Regions from separate parts of the Mus musculus genome. Here region 2 is linked to region 1. The links are chromatin contacts, called in public promoter capture Hi-C maps. All regions are on one chromosome and are shown on one strand. The core of a region is the stretch at or near the end of the contact, and the rest is flanking DNA. Distances in the headings are between cores, read along the strand shown. Region 1 holds the start of Dcn (decorin). Region 2 holds the start of Ccer1 (coiled-coil glutamate-rich protein 1).

What was found. Capture Hi-C pulls out chosen DNA fragments and counts their contacts.
Region 2: a contact with region 1 is called in a promoter capture Hi-C map of adipose tissue. The contact joins the promoter of Ccer1 here to the promoter of Dcn in region 1. A contact is called at or near these places in 10 of 39 promoter capture datasets (the 3T3-L1 cell line, 3T3-L1-derived adipocytes, cranial neural crest and 6 more), 2 of 484 Hi-C or Micro-C datasets (pre-hematopoietic stem cells and ventricular fibroblasts), 1 of 115 datasets of contacts at active chromatin or transcription factors (heart atrium) and 3 of 9 other capture datasets (adipose tissue, liver and pancreatic islet).

Annotation. Positions count from the first base shown.
Region 1 is chr10:97,476,142-97,481,578 of GRCm38.p6, reverse strand. It overlaps Dcn (decorin), which reads right to left and starts at 2,079. Exons shown (of 8, transcript NM_001190451.2): 1 at 1,790-2,079.
Region 2 is chr10:97,690,583-97,696,019 of GRCm38.p6, reverse strand. Ccer1 (coiled-coil glutamate-rich protein 1) reads right to left here and starts at 2,961. Exons shown (of 1, transcript NM_025724.2): 1 at 1,094-2,961. The coding sequence starts at 2,543. The coding sequence ends at 1,332. The region is part of intron 4 of Gm10754 (predicted gene 10754); the gene reads left to right.

The DNA of each region.
Region 1 (5,437 bases), core at 830-3,329:
GAGAAGAAAAGAAATGAAACAACGTAATCTCAGATTTAATAAGAATAAGGAGCATTTCTGGAGATGTCTCTTTGTCATCTACGCTCCAAAGCAGACATGCCTGGTGACTTCCCTATCAACCCTAAAAAGGAAATGTTGAGCCCAGGCTCTGAGGAACACCATCTTTCTTTATATGTGTTTACCTTGTTAAAATAGGACAAATTCTCTGCTCAATCTTCCTTTAGACTAAAGCCTGATACAGCCAGACTGCATACCACTTCATTAATACCCTCTCTCTCTCTCTTTCTCTCTCATGTGTGTATGTGTGTATATGTGCAAGTGTGCATGCATATATGCATGTTTTTGAACTCTGTTATCCTAAAAAAATGCTTATAAATTTTCTTCCAGTTCTCCCATGAAATTTCTTTTAAAATATTTTTTATACTACTCAAAGATCCAGCGTGTTTAGAGCAATTAACTTAAGAGAAATCTTAAGAGTCACTGGTCCTCAACATTTCTTCAGTGTTTTTTTTTTTGTTTGTTTGTTTTGTTTTTTTGTTTGTTTGTTTTTTTTTCCTTTTGTTATAAATGGCAACTAGAACAACAAAAAACAATTTACAAACGAACAGGTTGTGACTGAAGCAACACTATATCTTGTAGAAACTGTTCCTCTCAAATATTTGTAAAGCCATTTTTCCACTAAAAAGAGTTGTTTAAGTTCCGAAATGTCTCACCAAAAGTAATCTGTCTGGCCCCAAAACAATCTTTCTTTATTTACTTAGCTATTTCATCCAGGTTAACTTTTGTATAAACATACTTATACTGTTGTTAGGTGTTTCAGAGTTAAAACTTAACACGTATGTATGAAGTGAATCTGTAAATCCCTCATTTTAAGGTGAATTTAAAACTTCAGTAACAATAGGAATAATTAAAATACAAGCAATAAAAATACATTTGTCCACAAACAAGAACTACAATAAAACCTATGTTTCTTTTGGAGAGGTCTGCTAAAATAAGCAGCTGCAGGAAGAAAAAGCCACAGGCACAGAGATCACTGGAGTCACACACTGGGGCACACGTAACCAGTGGTCCTCTGCTTACTCTGCTTTAAGTTAAAATGAGAATCAACCCCCACCCTCACCTCATAGTGAATGCACCTCATAAGAAAGGTTAATTTGCATCGAAAATATTGACAGAAACATTTATAACCAAAGAGCTCTGCAGCTGTATTATCTCAGATCTTTAACATCATAAATATTTCCTGTGTTCCTTTTCACCTTTCTGGTAATAATTCCTATTCATTTCTGGTGTTGCAGAAGTAGGCATTATATTTCTACAGCCAGAGACTTGTCTTGCTGATGTTTTAAAGATTGTGAAGTATGCAAGAACACAGCACGAGAAGAAACCCTTAAATACCTAATTTAGGCACAAGCAATATGCTAGTTACGAATGCTTTTCTGCTGACAGTTTATAAAGAGCAAAGCATTTCATCAGTACAAACACAAAACTACCAATATAGACAAGTCATGGTGTTAGGTTACAAGTTTTTAATAAGCATATTTGCAAGAACAGAAGCAAGAGCACAAAACCAATGCATTCAAACAGTTTTGCCTTTTTGTTTGTTTGTTTTACCGAGTACTTAACTTCTGTTTTCAAGCAATTCATTTCTAACGTTGTCTAAAGATTACTAAAAGTTTAGCACAGCTTCCTTCTCGTTCCTTTTTCTCACCAGATATTTTCTTCTGCCCTCCACTTGACAGAAGCTTTATTAGCCTGTAGCAGAGTTCAGGACAATTATTGAAAGCCATACCTTTTAATCCGGGTATTTGCCACAGGAGCCCTCAAAGCTGCGATGTAATTAACACTAACTATGCAGCCCAGGCAAAAGGGTTTGCAGGTGTGGAAAGAAGGAGGAGGGGGTGGTGCTGCCCTGTGACTGTCACTGGGTTGAAAACCTCCTGCTTCTACTCCATAGCACAGTTAAGAACTAAGGTTTCACTGCGTGAGCGCATCCAGCTGACACCCACATTAGATCATATGGTAATGATACGTCTCTTGTATTGTAGCCAGAAACTTTATCGGCCCCCTTCTCCCTCCCCCTCCACATTTGCTTTATCCCTTTGCATCCGCCCAGCATTCCAAACTGCTTTTGTAGTCTAGTGGAGCAACTTGATTTGAAATTTGTCTTTTTTTTTTTTTTCTAAAAGATTGTAACTGAAGAATTTGTCTCCCCACCCCCAACCCCATTCCAGTCTCCACCCTTTCCAGTCTTGTTTGTAAGTAGTATTTATTATCCTTCTGAAATGACTTTTTTCCCCCTTGCTTTGGAGATGTGTGGGTCTGGAAAATGGAATGGCATTAATCCTAAAGCTTTTTTAAATGTGGTCTGCAGAGAAGACTAATTAGACTTCCATAGAATTACTCCTGGGCTCTGAAGTTCAAGTGCTCTGGAGTTCTCTGTGCATTTTGAATGCATTTCTATGGTGTTCTGGGACAAAGCCAGAATTTAATCTGGAAAATATGTTGTTTATTATTTTCATTACCTACGGCTTCAAAAACTTCCTTACTGTCTATTCTTTGCTGCTGTTGTTGAATAAAACACATAGAAACTAGACACTGATTACAATAAGATTTAGTTTGTAAGTAAAGAAAAAAATAATAATTTTTATAGATGGGTCCCTTATGTAATTAGGACTTTCTGTGGCTCTTTTTAAATTTCAGTAAATAGGCAGGGGGAGGAGAAGAAAGTGCAAATTGAGTAACATGTTTATTCAGGCAGTGAAGAAAGTTTTTGGAGATTTTATAATTCCATCTCTGGATGCTGTGGGTTGCTCTGTTTGCCTTCCCAGGTTCTGACTCGCATTTTTCTGCTCAGGCCTCCAGGCTCTGATCAGGTGGGGACTTGAAGCCACCATCTATGAAAAAGGAGGAGATTCCCCCTATCCTTCCTTTACCCACCTAAGTGCATGCTTTGACAGGAAATATTTTTTTATTTTTATGGAGCTGGAAGGAATTAAATTCTTGAGAGGGAATCTGAGGGAGGGGGAGGATGTAGCTAGACTTATTTTGACTTCTTTCCCAAGTCTAACTGCCTGTCTTTTAACCTCTCCCTCCACACACTCCATTCTTGCAGAGTCGAAGCATGCTGAGTGATTCTGTTGAGTCCAAGTGTTCGCTGACATTGGTGTAAGGAACATGCCCTTTCTTCTGGCACTAATTGACTTTCTCCTCTGAATGTTGCTTGTATTTATAAGTTTCTTCTGACATGCGATAACTCCTTGCTCATTGCCTCACTCCCAGAAAACACACATAGTCCCTCTAACACAGTTACTATAGTCATTGTCTTTCTTAATCGATGATTTGTTTCTTAGCAACACTGAACTTCACTCTAGTGAGTCAGGACAAATTGTGGCAGCAGTCATTGCCTAATGTAGAATAAGACAGGAGATGAAAGCAAAGAAATAGGAAAGAAAAGTAGAATAAAGTTGGCAAGAGGAAACAAAAGATGCATATAAATTAGTTTGAATTTTTACTGGTGGGGCTGTTAGGTTTAAAGTTCATATCTGGGTTCTTCCCTTTGATGACAGGTTTAGGAATTAAAGCAACTCCCCTAACCTCCCCAAGCTTCAGTCTCTGCACCTGTGGAATACATAGAAAACGTAACTCAGTGGTTAGTCTTAGATGGAGCTTGAAAGCAGACAATGTATAGAACAAATTTATTTCAACTTACTTTCAGTATAAGTGCGCCATAAATATTACTTTCCATTATTTTCTGGTGTGTTATATAGTTTACAATTGAACTAGCCAAGAAGAGTTGCTCCTCCTGTTTTGAAAATATAAAAATTGAGAACCAGTGACCTCTCCCTGCCCATGAAGCTAAGTAAGACCCAAAGCACAAGGCAGCTCCCAGAGATTCTAATTCTGAATCCAGGTTACATAGCTGTGCTTCATCATAAGGAGAATGAGCACACACACAGGAAGAGTTACTGTTAAATCTCTAAGATACGATGCCTTCTCATTTTCAAAACTGCACACAAGTTCAATACCGGGACCCAAGAGACAGCTTAGAAGACAAAGGTACTTACAGCTCCTAGCCTGTCAATCAGCGTTGAACCTCTGGAAGCCAGGTAAAGGAGGAAGTAAAGAGTCAATGCCTCAACCACATATTACACACACACACACACACACACACACACACACACACACACACTCACACACACACACACACACACACACACACACACACACACACACACTCACACACAGGCACTTTAATCATCATTGTAATCACCCAATATTTAAAAAGTTTTAATAGTTCGTAAACCTTGTTTAAGGATATATAGAGACAAATGCTTTCCCTATGTAATGTTTTTTTTTTAATTTAATGACAACTTTTAAGTTTCTTCACATTTATCAAGCTTCATTTATGAACAGCTGTTATATATAAGTGTTATATCAAGTATATGGTTCTTTTTTTTTCATTTTTTTTTAGGTGCAAAAACATAGGATCATCACACAGTCATATACAGTTAAGTAAAAGCAAAGTCAGGACACCGTCCATGGGTCTCAAGTGTCTGCACTGTAACGTAAAGAGTGATTCAGGGGGGCTGGAGAGATCTCAGTGGTTAAGAGCACTGACTGCTCTTCCAGAAGTCCTGAGTTCAATTCCCAGCAACTACATGGTGGCTCACAACCATCTGTAATGGGATCTGATGCCCTCGTCTGGTGTGTCTGAAAAGAGCAGCTGCGTACTCACATACATAAAATAATAAATCTTAAAAAAAAAAAAAAAAAGTGACTCGGAGGCAGGAGACGGTGCTTTGTAGAGATAGCTTAAGCTCCCCTACCCCGGGCTGCAATGTGAGGGTTGGATTTTCTGAAACCATGGGAATTTAGATATGTGAAATATTCTGGTTCAGAGTGAATACCACAGATGTTGCAAAAGCCACTCACACCGTGATTCCCACCGACAGCCCACCAGCAAGTACAGTTGCAGTTGCACTGCTGTCAAAGTCTACTCACTCCTCACCAAAATCATATCCAAATGAGTTAAGTCACACCCTGAACACTACAGTTCTGACGAGTACCAGAGCCCAGCAATGCCTCCAGACACCCTTTTATTTTCTAAGAGGTCTGGAAGCCGGTGACTATCTTCGGAAACCTGATGAGACTGTTTTACGTTTAGGTTCTGGTTCTCCAAAATGAAGTCAGGATTTGAGGGGATTTCATCGCTGTAGACCTTAGCAACAAAGACAGAATTCTTTCTCAGCAAAGGATCATGGGTAGAGTGGGATGCAGGAAAGCTGGAGATAGGTTACAGGCAAACCAAATGTGTGCAGAGAATTCTTGCTTTGGCTCTCTTCTTCCTTTACATCTCCAACCCACAATCATCGCCTTCATTACACTTTCACCTCGCACAAGTTTAGCTTCACTCTTCTGTTCCATGGACATTCAACAT
Region 2 (5,437 bases), core at 1,712-4,211, 210 kb before region 1:
ATGTTTGGTATGATTTTTAGAATCATACAATTTTTTTTCCATCTTCATCCTGTTGGACACTAGAGCACAGCTGAATTGATTTCTATTATTTAAATATAAATGAGGAGGACAGCATTAACTCTTTTATTACCTAATAGCTTATAGTCCTGAAAGTAAATGCCCATATACAAGAAGGAGATCAACACAATAAGAAGGGGAACTGACAAAGTGTAATTCAGAAGAAGTTGTATTCAAATCCTTCATCTAGGATGACTCAAGGTGTATGCTGTCAACGGAACTTAAACAACCAGGAGAAAATGTGTTTTTATGTCTTAAAATGTTTGAACCACAGTTGGTATTTGGAATGAGGTATCATCCTTGGGTAATTGCTTACAGATTATCAGAGATTATTCACGCAAGCTCATATTTACACATTGGTTTTACTCTCCTTTTTAACGAAGACAAACTGCGAAACAAAATTAGATATTCCACCCACCCCCACCCCCAGCCACCTGCCAAGGTCAACACTGTGTTCTCTAATCCACTCTGCAAAACTATGTTTCTACATCCTCTGAACGTATTCAAGGAATCTATGCAGGAACAAGGCTTGACAATCAAAGCCATGCTGCTGTGTGCAGTTACCTTGGATCTTAACTAGATGTGCAAGTTGACCTCTGACCATGGGGCATCCTCTCCATGCATGGATTATGGATTGCTGAGGCCATGGCAGATAACCAGTCCCACAGAAGCAACTTCATGTTCTTCTGAGGAAGATCCATACCACTGTAGAATAAGGAATATAAATGAGCTAAGCCACAACAGACTGCAAACGGGGTTACCAAAATACAGCCCTCAAAAAAAAAAAATGAACTCTGAAGGTAGAACACCTATAGCTGTAGAAAAACGCTGCTTTGAACAACCCTCAGTTACAAGAGCATTGACAGAGATTCAGTGGCCATCATACATCCACCTTGAGCATGTGACAAACATCTGTGGATTTCAAGCTCAGAAACCTGCTGTGGAATTTAAATGGTTTTCAATATTGCAAAATTTTTGAACTACAAAAATCTCAGTTGTCTGAAGGGGGACAGCAAATGAAAAATATTCAAACTGTAGTAATAAAATATTTGGCCTTTAATCATTTCCAATAAAATATATCCGAAATCTTCCCCTCCCCCACCCATAGTCATACACAAACACACCAATGTTTAAATATTTTATCGTGGCCAACCAAGGTGTTTTACATCGATGTTTATTAATGGAACTCACTTTTGAATTCGTTTTTAACAAGCTGTTAATCCATATTAGCCTCAAATCGGTTCCATTTCGTTTCTCAGTTCCCTTCCTGATGACTAATGGCTAATGTCCGGTACCATAAATAGATCTGCCTCTGGCACATTGGGAATTATTTGTTCTTGGCTTAAGTAGTCATAGTTCATAAAGTTCTCTCTTTCTTCTTCGTCCCCTACTAGGATTGACAAAGGCATTCCCAGAGGCAAGAATTTTTCTTCCGCTCTCTGTTCTCCCTCCTCCAGCCCCGTCTCTTCCAACATATACTCCTCTTCTTGGTCCTCTTCCCCTTCCTCCCCATTGCCAGCCGCTTCAACTTCCTCCTCATCCACATCTTCATCCTCTGACCCTCTGTCCACTTCCTCCTCCTCCTCCTCCTCGCTCTCCTCTTTTTCATCACAAACCTCTACGTCACACTCATCATCATCAACATTTTTCTCCTCTTCCTCTACCAGCCCTGGGGTAGGAGACTGGTTGTGCTGCATTAGAGCAGGACTAAAGGTTAGAGAGGGATCCTGCATGAAGCCATACAGATCTTCCGGCAACTGCGAATCTTCTTCGACGCCGCTGTGGGGCGCATCATTGGTAGTGGAGTCTCCTGGGGAGATGCCACCCTCCTGGGCTTGCTGTGCCCTCAATGCTGCCTGCTGGCGCTCCAGCTTCTCTTGCTGCCTCATGTCTTCATAGACCTGGTTCATGATGAACTGGGTGGTGTTCCGTGGCGCTCTCATCCCAGGTGCCCGCCACCCGGAAAGGTTGACCGGGCGAAGCATCTTGCTCAGGTCTATTGGTGGATTCCTCGGAAAGGAGCGACGAGGGTGGCGGCGCAGGCCACGACCCCTGCGTCCCCAGCGCTTCTTTCTACCCGGGGGTCTCTCCCAGCCGGGGTTCCAGGGTCCGCTCCAGCAGGAGCAGCAGCAAACGCAGAGTGGGTGCAGACCATAGGCCCGGATCATCTGTGCTGGGCACAGGGGGCTCTGGAATGCTATAAGAGGTGGGCGCCAGGGCCCTCCACAGCGCTCCCAGTTGGAGTACAGGGCCCAATAGGGCCCTCTGGAAGGTTGAAACCAAGAGCCAGGGCTGCGCTGTTGCTTGGGTTGTTTCCTGGAAGCCTCATACTCAATTTTGGGGCCATCACGGTATCGCCGCTTGGACACCGGAGCGCCCCTCTGCCTTCGATGGTAGGAGGACCAGGTGCGCAATGGAATGGAGGATGCCCAGCCACCGCCGCCCAGATTGAGGGGGTCCTCCCTTTCGTTGACCGTCTGGGTCATGGTTCAGGGATCTCCACTGGGTCTCAGTGGTAGCGCCCTAGGAGCAGGCACTTTGGCCTTATCGGGTGGTCGATAGTCAGCGCCTCCTCAGCTGGTGTCCCTAGTGCCACGTGCCTTTGACTGTGACCACGCCTTCCCTCTTCACGAGGACCCCCCTCTTTCTTCTCCACTTGCTCGCTCTTCAGTCAGAATCACTGTCTTTCGCACCTGGGTTGTCTTGCCCAGGTGGGTTGGGTGGGGTAAGGATGGTGGGGGAGGAAGGTGTTGGTGGGCGATGAGATGTGAGAGCCACTCCCAGGTCCCACACACACCCGCCTCTGCCGAGGCTAGAGCTGGGGATGGGAGAGGCAGTGGTCGCTTGTTACCTTGCTCCTCCCTCTCAACCCAGGTGCTTCACCGTCGCCGTCCTGGCCGGACTGAGCGGGCACGGGCAGTGTCGGCCTTTAAATACTGGCTGGGGGCCCCCCCCCGCGTGCCCCTTGCGTCCTTGGTTGCCCAGGACGACAGCCAATTGGAGTGGACGTGGCGCCCTCTGTGAGGAGGAGGGGTTTCTCCCGGAACTAGATATCCCATGAACATTCGCAGGAGTTCTTATGACGTAGGATTTAAGGCAGAGGGAAAGCTGGGCAGTGCTCACACCCTGGCAACTTTTAGGGGATGGGGAGTATTTGAAATTTCTCTCTTAAGTCTGATGAAAGATGTTGGAAGATCGGGCCTTCATCTCAACCCGAGTGGAATGTATATTCTCTACAGCTCTATGGACAGCCGTAGTAACAGAAATCGGGCCCCAATTTCTTCCCCAGTGTGTGTTCAAAAGCTAGATTCATGGTACATGAAACAGGAGCACAGACATTAGTGTGTACAATCCCAAACATCTTTTGCCCTCCCTGCCTTCTTTAAGAGATGGCTACCAGGTTTCACAGATTCAGGATCTGAAGTTTGAGTCTCTCTCTCTCTCTCTCTCTCTCTCTCTCTCTCTCTCTCTCCCTCTCCCTCTCTCTCTCTCTCTCTCTCTCTCTCTCTCCTCTCTCTCTCGTTTATTCAGTGTGCTAGGGACTGATAGACTTTATAGCTAGCTAGTCTTTAAGCTCACAGGATCACTGTACTATGAAATCATCTTTCACAGATCCCTTGTGATACTAAAACCTACCGGAGAAAGCACCTTACTAATTCTAGTACTCTAGAATTAGTCTGTTGACTAGGCATTATCTTGGACTTGATTTTGAGAACAGGAATATTCAGTGAAAAAAAAAAAACAAAAAGAGAATCAGAAAATTATAAGAATATTATAATGCATGCACCAGGTCCCTTTAACTTTCATAGTAAGACATAGTGTTTGACTTAGGAAAATGGCTATGAATCAGATTTATTTCCCTTAGGAAGCTCTTAGGAAGCCTGCGGTTCCTCATCCATTCTGTAAGCATGGTTCTGTTTTATATAGTGTGCAGCCCCCAGGGTTGGAAAGAGGACTGAAGAAAAAAAAAAAGGAAAACAAAACACAGGTACTCCTAAATATTCAGTACCAACCATCACTTTCATTTTGACTTCTCATATACTATATACAAAAAAGAACACCTGACACTAATTCTTATGCAACAATAGTCATCCCCTGAGCCTTGAGCTCATTTTTGTAGAACAAGGACGCTTACAGGTTTGGTCATACATAGATGGGGAAAAAAATCTTAGAATATTACTATCACATTTTTTGGTGGTAAACAGAATTACAGAAAACAGAGCACTCCACATTGAACATCAGAACATCAAGTAAATATTAGAGAAGCAACATGTTCAAAAGCCCTGAAGCCTACTGAGGTCTAGTGTACATTCTCTGCATACTCAGACCACAATGAGTCTTCTTGAGTTAGGACTCCAGTTGCAGTAGGAGTATAGACTCCACAGGCTTTATTCGATGTTGCTCTTTCAGTGGCTTGTTTAGAGCAACCTACTAAACTCAAAATGCAGAGCAATGACTCGTTTGCTCTCCTGAATCCTCTTCTAGAGGCATATTTATAAGGTTGGCAGACACTGTAGTCATTAACTCAAAATGGCTCAGTGCTAGCTGGGACATTTCTTAAAGGTCTCAGGACGGGTTTTAAGGGTGAGATCAATAGTTTGCATTATTATGGTGAAATCCCCTTTTTTCTAATTTTTAAGAAAAGATGTGAACCTTCTTACCAATAATTTACATTGATTATTTTTGATCAGTTGATTTTTAGTAAAATGGTATTAGCATTTCTTTATTAGTTGTAAATACTAAAGCATATTGAGTCAGTAGAATTTGCCCTGTTCTTAAGAAAGCAGCAGTTTGTAATTCAGGATTTATAAAAATTTCTTTTTCTAAATTATTTTATTATTTTCTATTTTTAAAATTTTAAATTATTTTCTATGTGTTCCTGTGTGAGTATGTAACACATGTGAGGAGGCCCCTAAGTCAGAAGAAGGTGTGGAATCATCTGGAGTCACAATGACAGATTACTGTAAGCAACCCCATTTAGGTGCTAGGCACTGGACTTTGGTTCTCTGGAAGAAGATCAAACACTCTTTGTTATGTTTTAAATTCTATCTATCTATCTATCTATCTATCTGTCTGTCTGTCTGTCTGTCTGTCTGTCTGTCTGTCTGTCTATCTATCTATCTATCTATCTATCTATCTATCCATCCATCCATCATCATCATCATCATCTCTCTCTCTCTCTCTCTCTCTCTCTCTCTCTCTCTCTCTCTCTCTTACTTATTCACTTTGTATCCCTCTCACTGCCCTCTCCCAGTCACTCTCTACCACAATCCTTCCCCTTTTCCTCTGAATGAGTGGTAGAGGCTGAGCACACACTTTTAACCACTGAAACCGCTCTCTAGCTCCTGGGTTTTCAGATTTCTTTTATATAACATTAGGA